Regions from separate parts of the Sus scrofa genome. Here region 1 is linked to region 2. The links are chromatin contacts, called in public Hi-C maps. All regions are on one chromosome and are shown on one strand. The core of a region is the stretch at or near the end of the contact, and the rest is flanking DNA. Distances in the headings are between cores, read along the strand shown.

Region 1 (5,096 bases), core at 849-3,348, 1.1 Mb before region 2:
ACTACAAGTCAAAATATAAAGGCCAATCAACCCTTTTCTAAAAGCCAACTAAATATTTTAACAAATTACAAAAATGTTTAGTATGCTAGTCTAATATAAGAACCCTATTCCCACCCAATAATGGTAAATAAACCCAGATGTGTTAGCTTTTGGAGAATAAACTTCCATTGTGGTTATTTTTTAAAAACCAAATCTTTATTAATTCCAAGCCAAATGGAATGATTTTTTTTTAAAAGTATATTTATGGCAGCTGTACAAACCTATTCCCATGGAAACAGATTTGGATACGTTTGTATTATTTGGATGACAGTCATGTATTCAATCTTTTTTTATCCCGATGTTTATAATGTTCCTAACATCTCAGTGTTAGAATATTTCAGTGCTCTCAGGTCTCTGAACTCTTCCACATAATGTATGCTAAAGATGTTAACATAGTGACTGTACGGATAACCTCTTAATTGTTATACACTGAAAAAAAAATTGTGAGAAGGGAAGCTACTAATTCTAGAAGTTTCTTTGATATCTAGAAGTTGTTAGCTATTTTAACATTTTCATGCAGGGATCTGTACAAAGGAATGCCATTAAATACACATTATTTTTAACTTTTGCAGTTCCAATTTCTTCTAATACATAACATTACACGATAGATTTAACCCATTTTCACTGTCATCTAACAAAAGTAACAAACAAGCCATGAAAGCTTTAATAAATACGTCTGTGGTTGCTGTTCTTATTTTTGAAATAGAAAGCCTAACATCAGGTAAAGGAAACTCAATTAGTCTAAATGTGTTAAGATCGGCCCCTAAGTTCTAACACGCTGCATTGATTTCCTTCCTGAAAGCAGAAATGCAAACGAACAAACCACCTGCTTTTGGACAGCTCAACTTAGGACTTGCTCTCAAGCCAATCGAATTTTCTACAAAACCTTAAGCAATAACTAAGCATAACTTCTCCCTGATTAAATGCGCCAAACTGTGGAGCAGGAAGTCATGTACAACCCTAAAAGTTGGTTTTTAATATAACTCTTATTTTGGACGATTCTCGGAGGGGGCTGCAAAGAGGGAAGTAACAGAGCGAATAACGAGTTCTTCCAAAACGAGGAGCTCTTATCGGAGGTAACAAGTTAAGCACTGCCCCAAAGACCCTCTTAGAACCAAAACAAATAAGAGAGGAAAAAAAAAGATTTTGGATCCAGGAAGTAGGATCATCCTCCCTAAGAATGTGAAGCGAAGAGGCCCAGGCAGTGTTCAACATCCTGACCCTGGCTTTTAACTCCATCCGTTTTGGAGAGGCAGAGGATGAAAGCACCAGCCGTAAGGTCTATTTCTCTCAGCACTTCGCTGAACCCAGCTGCAGCCGGGCGCATCTTCCTTCTCGATCCGGTCTCTTCAGCCTCAGAGAGCCCCCTCCTCTTTTCTGCCACCCAGTCTCTCTCTACCCGCCACTCCCCACGGACCCCGGCCCGAGACGTGCCTCCCGGAGGCCTCAGCTGTCCGAAACCCGGCCCCTTGACCACGGGGAGTCCCGGCCTCGAGAAACCGGCCAGCTGCTGTCGCCAGAGGGTAAGGTTACCGCTCGGCTACCGGTCTGCGACCCGGCCACCTGCAGGGCCTGGCAGGCGCCCGAGCTTCCCCTCCTTCCGCGGCCCGCGCCGGACAGGACGGGCTCGGCCGCCCCCGGGAGGCGGGGCAGGCCGGTGGCCCCTCGCGACCTGTGGTAACCCCCATGGTTCCCGCCGACCCCGCCGGCGGGCCCCCACCCGGGCTCCCGGGCGTCCTGTGCGGCGTCAGCGCCGCCCCCACAGCCGCTTACCCGGGCCGGGACAGTCTTGCGTCTGAGAGACCGCGCAGCGCGAGAGCGCCGGGGAGGTGGCCGGAGAGGAAGGGGAGCGCGTCCAGCACCGCTTCGACCTCCTCCACCCGCCAAGGAGGGGAAAAGGGAGAGCCGAGAGCACAACAGCCCGCGCCTCACACCCGCCGCCGCCGCCGCCGCCGCCGCCGCGCGCGCCCGCCGCCGCCTCAGCCTTGGGGGAGGCCACTACGCCTCGTGCTCGCGCACGCCGCGCTGCTCTCCCAGTCGCCCCAGCGCCGCCCGCTTCTCCCTGCTCCCGCCCACTCGCCTTCCTGCTGAGGCCTCCTCCCCGCCCCCACTCTCTAGCGCGCCTGCCCCTCTTCCGGCCGCGCGGGCCAATGGCAGCGCGCCCCTATTACATAAGTGGAGAGGCGGGGCCTGCAGGCTGAAGGCGGCCCCTCAGAGAAGGGAACTGCAGGGGACGTCGCGCTCTGTCCTCTGTGCCCCTCCCCTGCCGCGTGCTCTCTCCGGGCGGCTTTAGCCGGCCCTGGGACCCGCGTGATCTCGGTCCTGGCTGGTGACGGCCCGCAGTGTGATTCACAAGTCGCTCGCTCACTCATTCGGGCGGTGGCCGGGCCTCAGCCCCTGCGTCCCAGGTCACGAGCCTCCCACCTCGGCGGCGCCCTCCTGTGTCCCAGCCTGGGGAGGGTCCCGGTGAGGCGCGCCAGCCCCGCGGCGCTAAGGGTCGCCGACCCGGGAGCCCGCCACCCAGGCGCACTGCCGTCCCCGCCTCCTGTGAGGCCCGGGCGGGCTGGTCGGCCCTTAACTGGGACGTGCAGCCTTTGTTCGCTCACCAGCTGCCCTTTACCTCGTTTCCGGGGAAACCCTGGTTACTCTACGAATCTGGGAATTTTAGAGAGTTCAAGATTCAGGCCTGAGTGTCTCGCTGAAAATTGCCGGCCAGGCCTCCCTGACCATTTTAGTCTAACTACTTAGCAGTTTAATCAGTTGTTACTATTTGGGGGAATTGTGTGTGTGTGTGTGTGTGTGTGTGTGCGCGTGTGTGTTACTTGACTTAGAGGCCACGACGGCTAATTTCCAATATGTGATCAAGAGCATGGCGATTTAGTAATTATTAAATCTGTTTATCTGGAAAGGCCTTTTAGACCTTGGCTTTAGTCTGCTGCTTCCCTCCTCCCCCCTCCCCTCGCCTCCGCCGCCGCCACCCAACACACGTTTGTTTCAAATTAGAACTACAGATCCAACAACAAAGGAACTCTTGGCATTTGACATTCTCACCTTGCCTCCGCTCTCCTAATTTATCTGTCAGCGCCCAGGAAATGGTAGTTGAATGTAAATACATGGCAAGTTACTAGGATAACTTGGGTGGACCGGGGTATATATATCACAGAATTGTTGAAAATAGCCAGGGAGGAGTTAACTGCTTAATGAATTTGGGTGGCATACAACTTGTTCAGTCGTTCCTTTTCCTCCCCACTTCAGGTCCTCTCACTTTTCACACCCTCCCTTCCATATTGCAGTTTTAAACGACAGGTTCAAATTTTAATCTCTCTCCAGTGCTCAATTGTAAGCTCATTTTCGCCGCTGCATACCCAGTGCTTAGCAGTATATGAAATATAGTAGGGGGTGAGTAAATGGCTATTGATCAGATTAACTGATGTGTATCAAGAAAGCAGAACTGGGAGTCCCCATCGTGGCGCAGTGGAAACAAATCCCACTAGGAACCATGAGGTTTCGGGTTCGATCCCTGGCCTTGCTCAGTGGGTTAAGGATCCAGCGTTGCTGTGGCTGTGGTGTAGGCCCGCAGCTGTAGCTCCGATTGGACCCCTAGCCTGGGAACCTCCATATGCCGCGGGTGCAGCCCTAAGAAGACAAAAAAGAAAAGAAAGCAGAACTTATCGATGTATGAAGCCATAGCTTAACTATTAAGTCACCATAACTGTATAATTATATTAACCTGGCTAATAGGAAGGAAGCACATGAGGCACTTGGGAAACCTAAAGACAGGAAATTGGAAGAGTTGTGTTTCTCTAGCCATGAAAGAGACTGGACGATGAAAAGGACAGGGAAATCTGATTGGCAAAGCTGTCTTTTTAACTAGATAGGTGATTTCTGTGGTGAAATAGGATTACCATGTCACTTGTTACCCAGGCCTAGATGAAATATCTGGTAGAGCCAGTGTTTCTTAAATTTTTGAGTTGTACCTCCTTTGAGAATTTGGTAAAAGCCGTAGACTTTGCCCCCAGAAAGTTCATGTATTTATAGATTTATCCTTATTGGTAGAATTTCTTGATGTTGGTTGCTAATGACACTTTGGGCTAGATCATTCTTTGTTTGGGGGCTGTCCTGAGGACTGTAGGATGTTCGGCAACATCACCCTCTTGATGTCAGCAGCACCCCATCTCCAGTTTTGACTATTGAAAATGTCTTCAGACATTACCAAGTGTCCTCTGGGGTCAGACTCTCCCCTGGTAGAAAACCACTACCTAGAGGATATGGTCATTTTATGTGATGGTTAGGGCATTTGAAATACAAAGGGGAAAAAATGCAAAAAGGAATGGCTAAGATTCAGTATCTGTGCCGTGACAAACAGAATATGAAAGGCAGATGAATTGGCATTACTACCAGCTGGTGTCCCACTTATGTTTTAGAAATGTGACAGCAAATGGGATATGAACTCCTTAGAAGAATGTTCATACACGTTTCTAGTTTTAATCATGAATGCTACCGTATTTCTAATGTTTTTCTTCGGCCTTTCGACAATTACTCTAGGTTAATATGCAGTAAGCCTGTGCCTATTTTCTGTCTCAATCACATTCAGATTAAAGGACTTCTCTGAAGACCTGAGAGGCTTATTTATTTATTTGTATTCATGTCACGTTTTCAGAGGTGAAAGTGCTTCTTATATTACTTCTTATATTACTTCTCAGATACACAGATTATTCTGAATCATTTTCCACAATGTATCTGTGACACGTAGGTTAATATCTAAATGTAGGCAAGTGCTCAGCTCGAGGGTTCATTAGAAAACAAAGGAGGTGAGGTCCAGACTCTAGAGGTCCTTCCATCGAGTGACAAATAATAACAGCAATAATGATGATAGTAGACTTAAAAATGTTTCCTTTGCTGGCTCTTCTTCCTCTACTCAATTTCTACTTGTTGAGATTTCTCATCAGGGCTGCAACCTAGATATTCTTGACTTCTCTACACTCTTAGCCCAAGGGAAAAAGTTGTAGCTTTAAATAAGGAACTTCAGATGACCCCACATTTCTATCTCCACTGCA
Region 2 (5,274 bases), core at 2,087-4,586:
TTCTCTGAGACAGTGTTTTAAGCAAAAACACAATACTAACTCAAGAAATTCACCAGAAAGAAATCAAAATGTCTCAAGAATATCAGAGCACTAAAAGGTTTCAACTCCACAAAATTTGCCAAGAGGGCCCGCACTCTGGACCAGGGACCCTGTAATCACTCTGGAAAGCCACAACCAACATCCCATGCTCTCTGAATTCCCTTCCTCTGCCCTAGCCATTTACACCTATATTCACCTACCAAATTATTTCATCTCCCAGGGCCAATAATTTAAAATTTTAACCTAATACACAAAGACTATCACAAAAACAGCAAGTATAAAAACAGAAAAAAAAAATCAGATATAACTGGGTTTTTTTTTAATGCTGAGTCCATTTTAGAAGTTTAAGATATCGCAGTATTACACTAAACAAAACATGACTTTTAACAGGATGTGGCTGTTTTAAAAAGAAAATGTATTTGTAAAAGAAAATACACAAATTTGTTTTGAGTCCCCTAAAGTTTTCTTCAACTGAGCAATTTATTGCATTACCATGTTGCCTGTCCAATCTTACTGCTTTTCCAGTGAAGACTAAAGTCTACCTAATTATAGCCTTTTTCATCCAAAACAATCATTTATCATTTCATTTGTGACTATCATAGATACATTTTGCAGATTAAAAAAAAAAATCAAGCCATAGAAATATGCACTCTTTCCTATTATCAAAACTTACTAACACTTGGTAGATTTTTATATGAAGACAAAAATATTCTGGGTTTATTCTAGTAAGTTAAAAGGTTCCAGAAAACCAAGCTCTTCTGGAAAGAGATTTCACTCAAAGCAATGCAGCAATAGGTTGATCTTATTACTCTGCAACTAGATATGCAAACTCGATTTTTCTTTTGAAGGGGAGACACAGAACAGCTCCATCAAGTCAACCACTTTCAAACTGAGGGAGCATGACTATCTCAAATGCTGCCTTCATAAATCTCAACAGACCAGACATTTTTACTGCTTCTAGATACAATTATAGGTTCCTAAGATTTTCTTTCCTATTTTTTCAAATATCTGCCACCTCTGATGCCATGATCTCATCAAATCCATCTGTCTTTTCTTAACTTCATTAAATGAAAACTGAAGACAACCCAAATATGCTTAATATCGAATATTGACCCTACAGGAAATCAAAAACAAAGCTGATTGTTTACACCAGAAATTTAAAAAAAAGATAAGGTAGCTTTAAAAAGATACATGTTAATTTCTGAGACTAGCTGAAACAAAAGGAGTGCTCAAAAATTATTCAAAGTGCCCAACACAACTGCAAAATACGTTTAGGCATGCATAGTCAATTGAGTAAGCTAGTCAGGATTCCTGGTATATAAAGTTAGAACTAATATAGAAAACATGCCCTACTTCTCTCTTGGTTCAAATTTTCTGAGGTACAAGACAAGGTGCACCACAAGCACTATCAACTTGGTTCTATGAATGACAGTACAGCTATCCTGACTACAAGCCTGGTTCTAAAATTTACAAAAAAAAAAAAAAAAAACTTATGAGAAAGTCTTAACAAAAGATCCGTAATGAAATAAAACTGGAGTAAGGACTGAATTACAAAATCTTAAAATAAATGACTTAGAACTCATCCCAGTATTTAAAGGAACTACGTGACAACTCCAAATGGTTAATATTTTCAGAAAGTATTCCAAAAGTTTCACAAACATGTTAAATACAATATGGCTACAGCAAAGATTAGACAAATCCGAACCCAATGCCAGAAGCCTCCAGCTTCTCGGATCGAAAAGCTGTTCGCCCCACTCCCAGACCGAGGCCAATATCTTAGCAGCAAGTTAGGCCTCTTCCTCCCTCCGGGAAGCGCATGACAAACAGGGCGTCATGCAATTTATGTCACCGGTCACTTAACAAAAATATCTAACTTCTAAACTTGAGCCGAGATGGCCTTCTAAACTCAAAAGGAATAGAGAGCAGCGAAAGTGTTGGGAGAGAAGGAGGCTTAAAATGTCCCACTCTCTAACCCTGTAAATACTTAGCCCATCATTAGATCTGAGTCCTGGATTCTAAGACTGGCTTTAATGGAGTCTTCCCTCAACCTCCTCGGAGGCTGTTTTGCAACAGTGAAGGAACTTTTCCTGCTTTATCTCAGTTCCCTGAGAGCATGCGGCCCTGCAATTCAATATCCTAAACTGGCACTGAACGGTGGAGGAGGGAAGGGGAGGAATCCAGGGCCAAAACAGCCTTCTTATGAAAGACAAAAAAAAAAAAAAAAAAAAATCATAAATCCTCCTCCGCCCAGAGCAAAACCCATCCCAGAAATTTACAGCATGTTAAGAAAAGCAGCAGTGCGAACTGCAAACGCAAGAGTTTTCCTTTGACTCTACGCACGGTTTTCAGCTGTCAAATTACAACTCAGGAAAACACTATCATTAGAATAAAAAAGGAAACAAAAAAGCTCGCAACATAGGGGCCGGGAGCAGGAGCTGCCAGCATCATTTCGGGAGAAGCAGAGCAAAGGGAACCCAATCCACTTCCCCACCTCCGCCTAAATTTATCCCCTCCCGGGACAGGCAAACCTCACTGCAGGGACTCAAATTTAATAATAATAACAATAATCATGGCGCTTCCTCCCTCCCCCCAACCGCGATCTGCCGGGAATCAGCTTCTCCCCACCCACCCCCCTCCCCCGGGATCTCCAGGCCCGGATGGTCCAGAACACCCCACCGGACACGGCTCCCCGGGGCCCGGGCGAGCCCAGCCTACCCCGGGGCCCCACGCCCGGCTTCTCCTCTTCCCTCTCTTTTTACCTCCACCATCCCCCATCCGCATTGTCTGTCTCAATTCAACTTTGACTAATATGGATTCCTCGGGCCTGGGCCGGGCGGTAATTACATGCCCCCCCCCCCACACACACACACACCGGGAGCCGGACCCCCCCTCCCATCTCCACCGAGTTCAACGCGGCTCCTCCGTGGAGGGGGGGCGGGGGTGTAGGAAGGAGGGTGCAGTGCGCTTTCCCGTCCACACCACGCTCCCCACCGCCCCCGCGGCCCCGGGGCCCCAGGACCAGAAGTTTACCCCGGAGGGGCCTAGCCGGGGGCAGTGAGGACCCCCGTTCCCCCGCCGGCCGGTCGGCGCGTAAACACCGGCGCCCGCCCCGGCGCGGCCCCGTGGGGGAGGGGAGGGCGGGGAGGCGCCCCTCCCCCCGCCCGCCCGCCCGCCCGCTGGCCCTATTACCTGTCATTGAGCTGGTCCTCGGTGCCCGGCAGCGGGTGAACCACGAAATGGATGGACGTCATGGTGCTTCCTTCTCGTCCTCCTCCGGAGGACTGCCCCCTCCCGCTATGCACCCCCCGGATCCCTTCCCCTCCCCAAAACCCACAGCCGCCGCCGCCGCCACCTCCCAGTCCCCAAAAGGAGAGAAGCAAATGCGCAGGGGCCGCTGCCGCCTCCCTGCCGAGCGTGTGTCCGCGGCGCGGCGGTCCGGGCAGGAGGGCGGATCAACACGCCACCGGCTCCCCCGGCGACAGCGCGCAAGAGTGCGAGGCCGGGACCCGGGGCGCGCCGCCGCCAGCGGCAGCCGGGCGTCGGGAGAAGGGCCGACTGGGGAGGGAGGAGCGAGGCGGGCTGCGGGCTGCGGGGCTGGTGTGGTCCCGGCGGCGGACGGGGTCCGGAATAAGGAGGTGGGGAGGGAGATGAGCCCGCACCGCGCGTCACTGGCAAGAAGCCGCCGCCGCCGCCGCCAGCACCGCCGCCGCCATCTTCACTTCTGCCCCAGTTTCTCCGTCTCGCAGGCTCCGCTCCCGAGCCGCGGGGGAGGGGCGAACGGGAGGAGGAGGAGGAGGGAGGAGACCGGCGGGCGGGGGCACGGCTGCGAGGGGGCGGGGCTCCGGGAAACGGGCGGTAAGGCCCTTTCGATTGGGCGGCTCAACGTTGTCGGGCCACGACGCTGTAAGGCGCGTGCGGATTGGTCCGTTCTGATCCCGAGCCCAGCCCCCTGGGGGTGGGATATCTCCGGAGTGAGTGTTCCGGAGAGCACGTGTTAAGGGAAGAGGAGGCGGAGGGGTGAGCCGGTCGGGGTGGGGAGAACTGGAGGGAGGCTAAGTGTGTATCCCCCGGGGGAAGGGGGGGCTGGGAAAGAAGAGGGGGTTCTTCGTTCTCTCGCTCTTATTACCCTCGGGGAGGCCCTAATTATTTTGCGGACCCTTAGGGGGTTTTTGTTGTTTCTCGTCCTTGATCCGCAGCTATATTTAAAGTGGAAATGTAAAATTAGTCAAGGGGCAAGAAATACACAGCCTTTTACTGTAGAAGTAAGGTAGTTATGTAAGAACCTTTCCAGAAGGTCCAATAGTAGGATCCTAGAGCTGACTTTGCAGCTACTACGTTTATCACTCTGATCTCCCCAATTTCCCCAACACCAGCACCATCATATACCCGCACGAAGACAAATGTGGAAATTTCCACCCATTTCCTGCTTTGAATGATTCACGATTTTTTTTTTTTTACTACTTTTAAATGAAAGATGATATATCTCTTCTACAAAGATGTTTCGTTCTTCAGTTTACTGTCAGTGGGATCATAACTGCTAAATCTATCTGCTTTTTTCTAGGGAACCAGTTCATAGCTTTCTTCTCAAAGGCTTCTACAGCTGCTTCAGAAAATCAAGTACCTCTTTCAAGACAAAAAAAAAAGTGAAGGAGACCCCATCATGGTGCAGCAGAAACGAGTCCGATTAGGAACCATGAGGTTGCAAGTTCGATTCCTGGCTTCGCTCAGTGGGTTAAGAATCCCACATTGCTTAGAGCTGTGGTGTAGTTTGCAGATGCAGCTTGGATCCCACCTTGCTGTGGCATAGGCAGCAGCTGTAGCTCCAATTAGACCCCTTGCCTGGGAACCTCCATATGCCCCGGGTGGAGCCTTAAAAAAAAAAAAAAAAGAAAACATGAAGCCTCTTCTCCAGTATGTTTGGATATTCATTAAACCAGGGTTCCTATGAAACATTTTTAATATTAACTACCACTCTTCTGCTAATGCATTACAGACATAGACACACACACTCTTTTGCTTAGGAAGTTCTTTTGAACAAAATACATGAAAATTTATTTATAATTAAGATAGCGTAAATAGCCCTGGAGACAGATAATGGAACACTTTTGTAGGTCGCCAGCTCCAAATTGGCCCAGATTAATTTAGACTAAAAAGTGACTTCAAGGCCACTGTCTATTAGAAGTCCATGGGAGACATAGGGAAGCAGGGTAGACCAGTGGACACTGCTGGTTTTGG

What was found. A called contact is a pair of places that touch in the nucleus more often than the background predicts.
Region 1: a contact with region 2 is called in a Hi-C map of skeletal muscle, with 4 times the contacts expected there. The contact joins the promoter of ZNF706 here to the promoter of LOC110260477 in region 2. A contact is called at or near these places in 2 of 47 Hi-C or Micro-C datasets (heart right ventricle and skeletal muscle) and 1 of 2 datasets of contacts at active chromatin or transcription factors (skeletal muscle).

The regions. Positions count from the first base shown.
Region 1 is chr4:35,765,089-35,770,184 of Sscrofa11.1, reverse strand. ZNF706 (zinc finger protein 706) reads right to left here and starts at 2,098. Exons shown (of 4, transcript XM_003481371.3): 1 at 1,813-2,098.
Region 2 is chr4:34,644,298-34,649,571 of Sscrofa11.1, reverse strand. It overlaps LOC110260477 (splicing factor, arginine/serine-rich 19-like), which reads left to right and starts at 3,336. Exons shown (of 2, transcript XM_021090802.1): 1 at 3,336-4,056; 2 at 4,601-4,758. The coding sequence starts at 3,336. The coding sequence ends at 4,037. UBR5 (E3 ubiquitin-protein ligase UBR5) reads right to left here and starts at 3,762. Exons shown (of 59, transcript XM_021089039.1): 1 at 3,229-3,762. The coding sequence starts at 3,290.